2 separate regions of the Mus musculus genome follow, and region 1 is linked to region 2. Evidence: chromatin contacts called from public HiChIP or PLAC-seq data. All regions are on one chromosome and are shown on one strand. Each heading gives the region's core, a stretch centred on a gene start, on an enhancer-like site or on the middle of the called end of the contact. The rest is flanking DNA. Distances are from core to core; before and after follow the strand shown. Region 1 overlaps Gm36617 (a long non-coding RNA gene). Region 2 overlaps Mtss1 (MTSS I-BAR domain containing 1).

The links. HiChIP or PLAC-seq counts read pairs in DNA pulled down with a chosen protein or histone mark.
Region 1: an H3K4me3 HiChIP or PLAC-seq map of bone marrow-derived macrophages shows a contact between it and region 2, with 5 times the contacts expected there. The contact joins two enhancer-like sites. A contact is called at or near these places in 1 of 484 Hi-C or Micro-C datasets (bone marrow-derived macrophages) and 5 of 115 datasets of contacts at active chromatin or transcription factors (T-cell acute lymphoblastic leukemia, bone marrow-derived macrophages, embryonic basal ganglia and 1 more).

What each region holds. Positions count from the first base shown.
Region 1 is chr15:59,262,349-59,268,924 of GRCm38.p6, reverse strand. All of the region lies in intron 2 of Gm36617 (a long non-coding RNA gene), which reads right to left. Among named protein-coding and RNA genes, the nearest start is that of Gm36617, 19 kb to the right of the region's middle. Within about 2 kb of position 5,039, at least 104 of the 459 cell types and tissues checked have an H3K27ac peak or open chromatin away from gene starts, as enhancers often do. A contact at or near this core is called in bone marrow-derived macrophages, where this site is marked.
Region 2 is chr15:59,013,847-59,020,794 of GRCm38.p6, reverse strand. All of the region lies in intron 3 of Mtss1 (MTSS I-BAR domain containing 1), which reads left to right. Among named protein-coding and RNA genes, the nearest start is that of Gm41330, 23 kb to the right of the region's middle. Within about 2 kb of position 1,649, at least 56 of the 459 cell types and tissues checked have an H3K27ac peak or open chromatin away from gene starts, as enhancers often do. A contact at or near this core is called in bone marrow-derived macrophages, where this site is marked.

The sequences.
Region 1 (6,576 bases), core at 3,790-6,289, 240 kb before region 2:
TGCTGGAAGCAATACTGATACCGTAGACTTGAAAAAAATAACCTTAACCCTCTTCGTCTTTATAATATACTCCTGCAGGACAAGATTTCTCAGCCGCACGTTTGGGGCTGGATTGATTACTGTGGGGATGGTGCTGTGCATTGCAGCCTCTACAACCGTACCTACTCTTAGATGCCAAGAGCAACTTTCCAATTGTGACCAAAAAAAGTGTCCCCAGTTGTTCCCAGGCATCATCTGTGGGTGACAAATGTGCCTCAGGTTGTAAACTACTGTTTTATGGCTGCTCCATGAACATCCTGGGTCTCTGGGTGTTTTGGCATTCCTTAATTTCATACCACCAACCTGGTAGGTTGATACTTTCATTCCTTTCCATGTTTTTTTAGTTTTCAGGGATGGCATTTTATCTTCTGACTTAGTGTAAAACATTTATATTGTTCTCATGTCACAATATGCCACCAGGACTGTTGGCGTACTTTTTTTTCTTAGTTTAATCTTGTTTCTCTATCACGGGTAACACATATTCGACAATCTCATCTCCCCACCCTGCTCAGCCACTCTCATAGGCGCCATTTTCATTAGCTTTGGGGGTTGGTCTTGGAAATAAAATCCAATGTTTCGTGTCTTCATGTGTACACGTTTACTTCCGCTCCTGCTCCTGCACATGCGCACGTTTATGCAAGTTTGTATGCTGGAAACGTGTACATCTGAGAATTTCTGTGTTGGTTGATGTATCAGAGTGGCTTTCACTCTGTGTGTGCCAAATTCAAAGGAAAGCACGGAGAGGCCACCTTCATTTGTTGGGAGAAGGATCAACGCACATCCAGGCCCAATTGCCTAGGCCAGATCTTCAGGTTTTCAAATTGTATAGCTCGGGACTAGAGAGATGGCTCAGGGGTTAGGAGCACTCTTCCAGGGGCCTGAGTTCGATTCCCAGCACACACATGGAATATGTAACTCTAGTTCCAGGAGATCCAGTACTGTTTTTTGGTCTCTGTGTGCTCCTCCACACATGCCGCACCCACACCCTCACCCACAAAATAAAACCTTCTAGCTGAGTCGATCCCCCAAGTAACCAGTTGGCAGTCACCCTAAATCTTTCCCTCTGATGAAGCTCTCAAACTTAAGGATACGTGTAGCTAGGCCCCTTCCTGTAACATTGAACAAGGATGCTACCGGTTTAGGGAGTGTGTCTGGGATAAAAGATTCCTTTGAGAGTGCTCCTTGGCATAGCTGCTATGTGTTGGAAGAAAGCCCCGCATGCCATTGCACTGTAGGATGCAATGGGATTTGGAATGCTTTTACCGTAGAGAAATGGTCAGGGAGGAGGCAGATAGACTCATCTTTATTTCAACACTGTCCAGTGTATGGAACCATCACATGATATCCCAAAAACATGTATGGTTTTATGCTTTTACATTTTGATTTTTTAAAAGTGTACATAGGCAGATGCTCTCAGCCAACCATTGGACTGAGCAAGGAGTCCCCAATATAGGAGTTAAAGGACTGAAGGAGCTGAAAAGGTTTGCAACCCCATAGGAAGAACAACAATATCAAGCAACCAGACTCCCCAGAGCTCCCAGGGATTATACCACCAACCAAGGAGTACACATGGAGGGACCCATGGCTCCAGTCGCATATGTAGCAGAGGATGGCCTTGTCTGGCATCAATGGAGGAGAGGCCCTTGGTCCTGTGAAGGCTCAAAGCCCCAGTGTAGGGGAATTCGAGGGCAGGGAGGTGGGAGTGGGTGGGTGGGTGGGGGAACACCTCATAGAAGCAGGGGGAGGAGGGATGGGACATAGGGGGTTTGGGGGTGGGAAACTGGGAAAGGGGATAACATTTGAAATGTAAATAAAATATCCAATAATTTTAAAAAAGAACCCCCCCCCAAATGAAAAGTGTACAGAGTAGAGAAAAAGGGGCTGCTTCAATGAGGTCAATGTCAGAACCAAGGTAAAGCCCAGGGCTGGACCCTGACTGGTTCTGTGTCTGTAAGAGCTGCTAGATTCTGTCAACAGACTATCAGAAATTTCAAAGCCAAATTTAGCCATGCACTAATTGTCAAGCTATCTATGGGTTAAAATCTATTAATATAATCTCTGTTATAAAAATTTCCAGACACAAAAGAAAGCAGGAAACTACAGTCAGTACCTAGATCCAAGAACCATCAATATTTTGCTATGATAGTCTTATCTATCCTTGCCTAAGCATTTTAATGCAAATCCCATACAAGTCGATTCACTTACATTTTTTTCCTTCTTACTTTTTGAAATTAAAATATATCATTTTCTCCTCCAGCCCCTCCTTGCTTTCTCTCTCAAACGTGCGGCCTCTCATTCCTAAATACATATATACAACCTGATCGGTCTTTGTAATATACTTGTACGTATATGGTTTCAGGGCTGACCACGTGGTATTGGATCATCAGTTTGGAGGCCCTTCCCAGGGAAGACTATTTCTCTTCCTTTCAGCATTCCTTAGCCACCTGTAGTTCTTTGTCTAAGGCTGAAGACTTAGGAGATTTGCCCCTTTCGTGTTAGCATGTCATTGGCCTTGTCTTTGTTCAGACCTTGTTTGGGCAGCCATCTTGAAGAGGCTTCATTGGTGGGGCTTCTCTGTAAGTCAGTTCACTCTTAAATGCATCTTTAGGTAAGTGGATACAAGGAACATTTTCATAATTAATTCCAATGTCAGCATAATTCTTATAAAATGACATTAATGTGCTACTATCTTACAGTATGTCGTCCATATTTAGAGTTCTATGATTATCTAAAAAGAATAATAATAAAATATTCTATTGGCTTAAACTGGGGTGTGTAGAAAGTCCTTCACTGCATAGGGGAACATGAACCTAGTAAAAGGGAGATCTATCCATTCAGAGGGACTGTGTCCAACTGCCACGTGCAAGAAGTATCATGTGACATGAATCCTTCCCTGACCTAACCCTCAGAATCCCAGGGTTAAAGACATCTATTTGTACTACACCACACACTTTACTAGGCTGAATACTCTCAATTTGTTTCTATAGGTTTCCCAATGACAGAGTTTTCTCTTTTCCTTCTCCTTTTCCTTTGATCAAGCTCTGTCTGGTGATGCTCCCTAAAGACACCTTACACAGAGTGCCTAGCCTTAGTCATCAGTTCTTGTTTGAGCAATGTTGCTTCTCTTGTATAGAGAGCTAATGACCTTCCTAGCCTTAGTCATCAGTTCTTGTTTGAGCAATGTTACTTCTCTTGTATAGAGAGCTAATGACCTTCCAGATGGGGAAACTGGTCTTAGTCTCCTTGTTTGATGCAAACGCAAAGCAGAGTCAACAACTCACAGCTTTGTCTGTGAAGAAGTCACTCTAGCTCCCGGCACTACTAATGTGCAGCTACTGTGTGGCTCATGTTAGAGAGCGTGGAGAAGACAGGGGGTCCTGGAGTCTCAAAAGCTTGGCTTACCAGCAAGATGACACAGACTCTGCAGCCAAGCTCTCTAAGTTCAAAGTCCAAACCTATCATGTACAAGCTGTGGCTCTTGGGTAAAATTCCTCTGTGGTTCACTTTCTGTAAAATTCATCTTTGGTTCTCTTATCTGTAAAATTGACTTGGTAATAGTACCTCTTTCTTTCTTTCTTTTTCTCTTTCTTTCTTTCTTTCTTTCTTTCTTTCTTTCTTTCTTTCTTTCTTTCTTTCTTTCTTTCTTTCTTCCCTTTTTCTTTTCTTTCGAGACAGGGTTTCTCTGTGTAGCCCTGGCTGTCCTGGAACTCACTCTGTAGACCAGGCTGGCCTCGAACTCAGAAATCTGCCTGCCTCTGCCTCCCGAGTGCTGGGATTAAAGGTGTGCACTACCACACCTGGCAATAGTACCTCTTTCAATAGGTTGTTGTGAGAATTAAATAAATCAGTGCCTGCAAAGTATCAAACAGTATTTGGCTCAGAGTGGGTGCTCCGTGGTTGTGATTCTTACTGTCTTGCATCTACCACCTTGAGAATATGTCTTCAGTTCCTTATTTTTAACTCAAGAGATTACAATCAATGGGACCTACTCATGGGAACTTTGTGAAGATCAAAGGAGAAAATTCATCAAAAACTGAAAGAACAGTGTCTGGTACATAATAAGCACTCAATAAATACTAGCTACTATTGATTTAGTTAGCACTTTGTACTTGCCATGGTACCAATCCCAAGTCAGAAGTCAGGTATGCCAGAAACCAACAAAGCAACTTAATCTACACTCCAAGCTTTAACAGTATCTCAGTCAATCTTGAAGATTCTATTTCCCCCACGATGTCCAGTCTGCGCCAAGGACCTGAGAACTTAGTCAATGTCCAGGTTTCCAGAGTCTTGCTGGCCCTGAGTCCTCTATCCACTTAGACATCTGTTATCTCAGCCTGGCAAGTCTCTGCTATTTCCGAACCACCCAAGGCCTTGCCCAGTGGATCTCCTGTCATAGTTGAGCTTCTGCTCCCCTAACATCCCCAAAGACCCATTGATACTTCCCTTATATTTTACTCAAGCATCTGGGGACCATTTCTTAGTCCCCAGGAAAATCTTGCTTTCAAATCCATTGACCTCCATGGAAATTGAGATAGAAAAGTTGGGTCACAGAGTCTCCCCAGAGGTAGAGAAGCAGCAGAGCTTGCTCCACAACTTGAATGTGACCCAGAGGAAAAGATTATAGAGGGAGTTTCCATACAGTGACCATCTAGAGAAGTTTTTTAAATGTCCACTGCCAAACAGAGTGTGATTCACATTCTCGTCCCTCACTGGACACCCGGGCCTTATGCCAAGAAGTCTGCAAAACATTAGAAGAGAATAAAGAGCTGAACTAGACAGTTGTCTTCCCCTGAGAGTTCCCCATCTGCACGAACACACACACCCCTCCAGAGGACATCTGGCAATCTTTAAGAGACATTTGGGATGGTCACCATTGAATGGGAGAAGGGTGCCTCTGACATTTTGTGGGTACAGACGCAAGGTGCAACCACACATCCTACAATGCATTCGACAGTCAGCCGCCCTCTCCCCTGCCCACATAAAGGATTAATCTGGCCCCAGATGTTAGCAACATAGAGGAGGAGGCATGAAAACTGTCATGCGAGGCAAGAGAGAGTGACAAGGCAATTGTGCCAGAGGCTCGTGCAATCAAAATCACTGTGAGGCCATTTACTTGAATCAGGAGGGTCATTCCTAGGAACTTATTTCATAGAAAAGGGTCCTCACAGGCCAGAGTTTCTATTTCTCACACAATTTTAGATAGCAATGCCTCCAAAGACAGCACGGAAGCAAACAGGAAGCAGCTGCTGATCACCCAACCACAAGCAGACTGCTGGCCTCCAAAGAAGGACGTCCTCCACTGGGTGGAGACTCGGGCTATCCAGCAGCCGGCAAGAGCCTCTCCATTCAGGTTGGGCTTCTGTTGCTTTCTAGGCATGGTAATTGGACAGGAAAAGTTGGCTCCTTAATTACCACGATGCTTTCTTCTCCACAGCCTTCCAGGAAGTGCCCATGATGCGTATATGCTGATAGAGGGTGGGAAGCATCCAGGTGGAGTAGTAAAAAAAATAAAAGCCCCTCAAAAGGTCAGAAATGAGGCAAGAATCTCATCTCATTGCTCTTGTTCTGGGATATAATTGGAGAAAGACTTGCAAGTTCCAGGGCGATCTGGTGCCAGTGAGGAAGAGAAGATAGAAGAAGAGGGTTTGGTGTTCAGGCTGGAGGACGGGTAGTAGAGCGGGGGGGGGGGTGAGGGGTGGGGGGGGTGGGGGGGGGAGGGGAGGTCATGTTGTACTGAGGGTGTTGACCTGTCCTTGGTGAGGGGTGAAAGCCCATGGTATGCAGGCAACAACACGGTTTTCCATTTCCAATGTGAAAGAGGTCTTGTTCAAAACAATGAGGACAGCTAGAAGATTATCTTCAGTGGTGGGATCTTACTATTCTTTTGACTTTTCAACTGCTTTGAGGGTATGGGGGAGGAGCTTAATTTATAAGAGATCCACTGTCGTTAATGGAAGCTACAGCCAAGAATTTGAGAGATGCTTCCTACTCTGCTTGTGAGGAGAGACCTCTGCCCAGCTTGTCTACATTTTTGACAAGATCTTCTCAGCGACTGCAATGGCTAGGCTGTCCTCTCCTCTCTGGCCTCTGTGGCCAGCGGTTCTCTTAGCCTGCTTCTGTCCCCCTGGTGCATTTCCCTGGCTGTGTAGATGATTTTCTGGGACTCCTATGTCATCTCTCCATGCTCTCTGATCCCTCCTCCTCCCTCACCACTCCCACTTGCTATTCTGATGGCTCTTTGGTCTCTCCTGCTTAATGCTTTCCCAGTGCTTTCCATGGGGCCACCATCACCTGGCACCTGGATCCCCGCAGTCACCTCCTATTGTGGTCCATCTGGTCCATCCTTCTTTCCTTGCCTTGCCCTAGAAACTGGATAGTCCCTTCTAAAATGTGCTTGTGATGACAGCTTCTTGTTAACACAGTCCTGGCTTGCATAGCCGTTAGCCCCTCTGAGTAAAGAAGATGCTGTTATTATCCTCATGACAGATTTGAAGGCAGAGGCACAGAGAGGTTGCTTATCTTGCCTGGGACCTCACT
Region 2 (6,948 bases), core at 400-2,899:
CAGGCCCAGGAGGGAGCCTTCTCCTTTCTGCCTATTAATGGGAGAAGAAATGTAATAGACGAAAACGAAGGTGTCTGCCCTTTTCACATAATGAGTAAAAGCCTGACCCACTCATTCAGCTAACATTTCTTGAGCACCTACTGTATGCTGGCACAGGCATAGAGATGAGCACCTACTGTATGCTGACACAGGCATAGAGATGAGCAGGGCTTCCACTTACAGATTGCGAAGTAAGAGTGGGGTTAGAGGCCAGCAGCTGCGTGCAGCAAAGCACACCAAGTTCAGATACATGTTAAGTAGAGAGTGACCAGCTCCCCGCTGCATAGGGTCTGAGGGTCTTGGCATGCAGGGAAGCCCTTTATTAGTCACTGCTGAGTCTACTTCTCTCAAAGGGTTATGGTTAGGGACTATTTGGGCCAGGAATGTCGCCTAGCTGTCTCTCACTGAGGCCTGGGTGTGGGTGGGGATGGGGTCTATGGTTCTGTTAGCAGTGCCTACCCTGGCTTTGTGTGGACCCACTCCTTCACGGTCTAGTCTGTCCAGTTCCTAGGCATGGTTTCCTTCCATGTTAGCCTGAGCCAGTGGGAGCTTCTGTTTCTAAGAGCGAGTGGGAGACGTGGATCGACAAGCTTGCCTTTTGTCTGGATCAGTGATTCTCAACCTGTGGGTCATGGTCCCTTTGGAGTCATGGATGAAACGTCCTGAATATCAGAAATTGACATTACATACAGCTCCTAACAGTAGCAAAATGGCAGTTATGCAGTAGTAATGGAAATAGTTTTATGGTTGGGGCCACCACAGCATACAGCATGGGGAACTGTAGTGAAGGGTCTCAGAATTCAGAAGGTTAAAAACCACTCATATGGATGCTGGGGCTGTTGGGTGAGCTGGCAGGGACTGCTTGCAAGAATCCATCTGTTTACAGGAAGAAAAAGTCCTGGAAGGAAATGAACGTAATTTCTGTGGTGTTTCTGGAGAGCGGGTTTCATGACCGTTGGTTTCTCGGGCTTCTCATTTTTCCAAATGACCCTTGTATTTTAGAAAGAGATAATTTTTCATTGTCATTTTTGAGACCTAAATAGGTTGGTAAGTTTCCCTTATTGAACTTAAAGGATGAGAATTCTCAGAGGTTAACTCCCTCTTGGCCAGGCCCTTCCTGAAGCCCCCTAGCATCTCGCTGCCAGCGGGGGATGGGCTGTACTGCTTACTGGATATTTTCTCTCTGTCTCTGTAGATTGAAAACAACCTCATGTCTGGAGGACCGAGAGTGATCCAAATATGAGGTGTATGTGTACATGTACGCGTTCATCTTGTGTGTCTCTGTCTGTGTATATACTGTGACTTCAGTCAGTGCCTCTTCCCCAATGCTGTTGCTTCAGAGGGGAGACAGCAGCAGGAAGCCCCTAAATGTGAAGGAGAACTCAGCCCTTCACGGGAAGCACCCAGCAGAAAGGAGGGATGGGAAAGTGGGCGGGAGATCTCTGCCGAGTGAGTACAGAGGCATCCCACGTTCAGAATTTAGAGCACCCATCTCGTGGGCTTTTTTTGTACAAGCTTCACAGAGTTATTGTGGCTGTGTGGATTCCTTCAGTAAGCCAGAGACTCACATTTAGCACAGGATGGGAGGCGAGTGGGAGGAAGAGTTTAACTACAACCCAACAACTTCCTTTTCGGTTGGAGTCGTGGGTGAGTGATCTGTGCTATTGTGGGGGAAGGCTTGGCTGATGCACCGCTTTGATTTTGTTTTTACTCGGTCCGAGGGTGTGTGTGTCTGTGTGTCTGTGTGTCTGTGTGTCTGTGTGTGTACATACACGTGTTTATCTACATACATACCGTTTTCAGTACCCAAAGAAATAGACAATATACCCCGTGTCAGTGATTCCCTGTCCCTTCTCTCTGGGGTTAAAATGCTGCCTTTTCTGGGCTCCTGTCTCTGTGGCCCAGCTGATGCCAAGTCAGTCAGATGATTGTGTGTGCTGAAATCTAACTCTAGGCTGCACAGAGTGCCGTCCCCCACAGCTGAGGTCAGGGCCCGAGAAGGCCTTCTGTGCATGTGTGTATTGCCTTGAAGCCCAAAGGCGTTTTGGGGACAGCTGTAGGACACCCTCCAGCTGCCATGATTTGGGGGTGGTGCCTTGCAGTGTGTGCAGACAGAGTCTGACAGAGACCACCCTGATACTACTCAGGCTGTTTGGATTCCATGGATAGGGAATCATGAGGTCACTTTAAGGCAGAGGACAGGAAGAGGAGGGATTTTGCTTACATGCAGGTCTTTATTCCCGAGTAGGTGTTCTGTGTGGCCTCTTTATTTCATGATGTTCAGGACAGCTCTCCTGGCCTGGAGTTGACTTTGTTGCTTGTCATACTGCTAGCCATTCCTTGTGGTGATGTCTTACGTCACCCAGATTGGGCTAGAACAGCCTAGGTAGAGAAAGTGAATCCAGGATGAAGGGGAGGCTGCAGATAGTAGACCTAGCCTAGAGTCTTCCCCCCAAGACTGCTGTGGCATTCAACCGGTGGGGCTGATGGAGTTGACATAGACAATCCGAGTGCCTATGTCAGCCCGATTGTAGCTACGTGTCCTTAATCACTTTTAGAAACGAGCCAAGTGACTCCCTGTGACTTTGGGTAGCGTTTCTGCAATAAGCCTGTTGCAATCCAATTACTTCATTTTATTTAAAGAGCAACCCACCAATGCTGTGGAGCAAGGCACGTACACATGCGCGCACACACCATTCACAAGGTACAAACCACGTAAATCGGGAGAAATGGATGAGGAACTCTTCATTGCTCCTGCAAAGACTCTGAACTGTCCATGGAGCCTGAGCGCTGTGTTATTGGCATAATTTGTACGATTTAGCTAATACTATTATTTTACCTATTATTGATGTTGGAAAGAGTTGCTGTAAATGGGCAGGAAGGCAATATGGGGGATTGCTCATTGGGGTTCCCCTGTGGAGGTTATTACTATCATGCTTATTAACAGAGTTCAAAGTTCCAGGGGCTTGTTTACAGTCCTTTGAAATAATGCGGAGATGCTATGTTGGTTTAAGCAGCAGTAATAAAATAGACCATTTCGCAAATTTCTAGAAGCTGCAAGTCCAAGAAGAAGCTACCAGGAGGTAGCTGGCAAGAGCCTACTTCCTGATTTGCAGATGTAGGCTTTGATGGGTCCTCACGTGGGGGAGAGAGAGATCATCTTTCTCTTGCCTTTCCTTATACAGACTCTAACCTCATGCAGAGCTCAAGGACCATACCATTGGAAGTTAGAATTTCACTTGTGACTTTAAAAGAGACACAGACACATCCAGGCCACAGCCGCCGGAGAGGGACCTCCTCTCATAAAGCTTGTTGTCATTTAATAACTGGAAATGGGTCACCTGCTGGGTGAGAGCTGAGCTGCCTTCGTCCTCATTCGAGAATCTTCTTGGTGCAGCGGATGATGGTTGATGATAATACAGACTCAGAACTGGTCACAGTGTAGAGAGAAAGTGTCTGTGGAGTTCCCAGGCTACAGGACTTCTACATTGCACACACTCCTTCTGCCTAGGGCTCAGGGAACAACATCATGGAAGAAGGGGCGGAAAGATGGTAACAGCCAGAAGCTGGGGCCACTGGCACAAGTAGTGTCTTCTGATGGGTGTGTGTGGGAGCTGTGACAAGACTGTTACCTGCACAAGAGCAAGCCAGTCAACCTTCCAGCACTGATGGGGGGGTGGGGTGGGGGACTCACAAGCCACTACCCTAGCTACTGACAGTTGATGGTGACCATTTTCTCTAGGGGTGTGGTCTCTGATAGCTTGGCCACAGGACTGTGAATGGTCCTACCACCCATGAGCCGCTGGCAGCAGTGATTGAGCTCTGATGATTTAACTCTGGGCTTAGGGGAGCTGGGAAGGGATTGGGGAAGGGGGTTGAGGGCGATGGTGAATGTGGTTAAGATACGTTGCTTGTTTGTATGACATGCTCAAAGAATAAGTCACATTTTTTGAAAAGGGAAAAGGAACCAGGCAGTGGAAGTGCCCGCCTTGCATCCCAGCACTTGGGGAAGAGAGGCTGGAGGATCTCTGAGTCTGAGGCCAGCCTAGGTTGTACGACAGCCAAGGCTACACAGAGAGACCCTGTCTTGAAAAACAAAAACAACAACAGAAGGGGAAGAGGAAGAGGAGGAGGAAGAGGAGGAGAAAGAAAGACAGAAAGACAGACAGAAAGAAAAGAAAGAAAGACGGAAAGAAAGGGAGAGAAGAAGAAAATGACCTGCCAGCCCCATGCCCTGTGAAGAGAGGTCAGCGAACTCTGGAAGGGGCTCCGTGGACCCGCCCTGCAGTGGATATCCTCGTGATGGCTGTGCAGTGAGCCTGGGTGCTCCTTGGCCTGGTGTGGCTCCTGGGTCTTCCTGCTGTGCTCAGTTCCTCCTCAGCGCAGGAGAAAGCGACTTCCATCACCCAGAGTCCAACTGTGACTCAGCAATGGATCCTCAGTGCTGCCGCCGTCGCCTTTAGCAGCATCTGCGCTGCTGGGAGGAAGGACAAATGTCCGTTTTTTTTTTTTTTTTTTTTTTTTTTTTGTGGCTTCAGAATTTCAAACTTGATTATGGAAAGTTCTAAACACACACCCAGAAGGAGACGATCGTGGTGAGCCCTCATCTATCTGCCTGTTAGTTTCAACAACCCCTGACCTTTCGTTGTCCTGATTTTCAGACATGTTGCAGTATTTTCAAGCAACGTGTAGACACCTCTTACTAACCATACGTTCAAGCCCAGCTAAGGGGAGTATGAAGGTCAGTGACTCAGAAGTGCTGTTCTTCTGTCCAGTTGGTGGTCCAGCAGAGGTGGCATATGAATTAACTTACCTTTCGGTACTATAGTGAAGCACTCAGGGCCCCATAGCTTATTGGAAACGTAAGTTTTATTTAGCTCGCAGTTCTCTGGAAGTCAAGTCCAGTTCGCCTCCGTTGAGATCTTGGCAGACGATATGTAATGACAGGAGCCTATTCTCCTGTGGGGACATGTCCTCATGTTCTTTTCTGTGGGGACATGTCCTCATGTTCTCTCCTGTGGGGAGCTTGTTCTCACAAGGTCCATGTGAACGCTTTCTTAATCCGAACCGTCCTGAGGGGCAGCATCTCCTACAGTCTACCTTTAAAGGTCCCAATACCTCACACAACGCCATGCTAAGGACCAGGCATCCAAGACACGCACCACACATTGACTTGTATGTAACACACACACACACACACACACACACACACACACACACACTCTCTCTCTCTCGCAGTGGGGAGGGGGAGGAGAGGAAAGGAGAAGAGATGCTAACACTTCACAGAGTCTCTCACTCCAGGGTCTTCTCGGAGGCTGGCCATAGGACCCTTCCTCTCATCCTCTGCAGTTGAGACTTGAGGAACTTTGTTAGCAGCTGGGCAAGTTGCTGGTGACAAAGCTCTTGGCTCTCATGTGTGGTTGCAGAAAGACATTTTCATAAGCATGCCCTCGTGAACCGGCGCTGGAATGTAAGCAACCCTAGAAGCCGGAGTTCTGTGGTAGGAGAGGCCCTTTCTTGCCACCAGGATGCCTGACTGCTCCTGGTAGCCATGGAGGGGAGCAGTTAAGTCGGCCGAGCCTGTGGCAGGCACCCTTTAGTTCTCTGTTGTGACTGTGGAATGTTGGTGACCTCACACGGGCTGTACACTCTGTGATGAAGGGGAGCAGGCATTCTCAGGCAAAGCAAAAGTTACGAAGACCTCTTTGTAGGAACCCGGATTGCAGATACATGACCCTATGTGTCTGGGCCAGCTGAATCCAATTCGGGTTTCAAGCAGTCAGTTCTTTTTAGTAGTTACCTTGCTACCCTATAACAACTCAGAATGCAGGTGATCCAGGTGAGGCTGTGATCTGTGAAGTCATGTGCAGTGCGGTTGCACTGTTGGCAGGTAACCTATCCAGGGAAGAGAAGAACCTGAGATGCTTCGGGCAGGTTTGTCGAAGAGGTCCCAGTGGGACCACCCTTCTTGGAAGTGTTTTTGGTGGCTGTAACTGATGACAGGCCACTGTCCAGGTTTGCAAGCCTCAAAGACAGTCTTTAAAAGTGGCCACTGGAAATGAAGGGGTCATTATGTCTGCAAGGCCTCGGAAGTTGAGAAATGACGCTGAGTTGTACTCTGTTCCTACAAAGATGCTTCGAGCACTTTCTGTCTGTCTGGAGCTACTTACTCCTCTTGCCTCAGGAGGGCCAGAAAGAAAGAGACAGTGTCACACCGAGCAGGGGCGGCTATGCTGAACTCTCTCACACCTCAGAGACAGCTGCTGTCCACAGCAGTCCGTGACATCCGTGATATCTTGATAGTGGTGATCTGGTGATAGTTGGTAGCTTGCGTGTAAGATACCAACTTTGTAGGGGAGAAACCACGAGCTTTGTGGGAGTTTCCAGTCACGGCATAGGAAACACTGCCCAGCTCTCTAGCCATGGCTTTTTACAGTTCAAAACATGTCTGCTCTCAATTAACATCTGTCTTCCCGTGGAAAAGCCGTGGGCTCTACAGACTAAACAAATAAAGACATGTCATTAATACATTTTATGCTGGTTTCACACTGGCATGACTATACTGGGCATGAATTGGACCTGGTGAATTATATCACCAAAACATCTTCCTTTTTAAAAACTGTTAAGTTAATATAATAAGATGGTTAATCTTTCATTATTGAAAAAAAATGGTTTTTATATATTTTGATCATACTTTACCCTTCTCCAACCCCACCTCCTTTCCAGGTCCTCTCCTATTTTATTTTATTTTTATTTTACTTTATTTGAAGGCAGGCTCTTAGTGTGTAGCTCTGCTTGGCCTGGAACTTACTCTGTAGAATCAGACTAACCTCAAACTCACTGGAATTCACCTGCCTTTGCAGGTTCTGGGATTAAAGGCTTCCACACCCCAACCTGAATTGCTTTTAC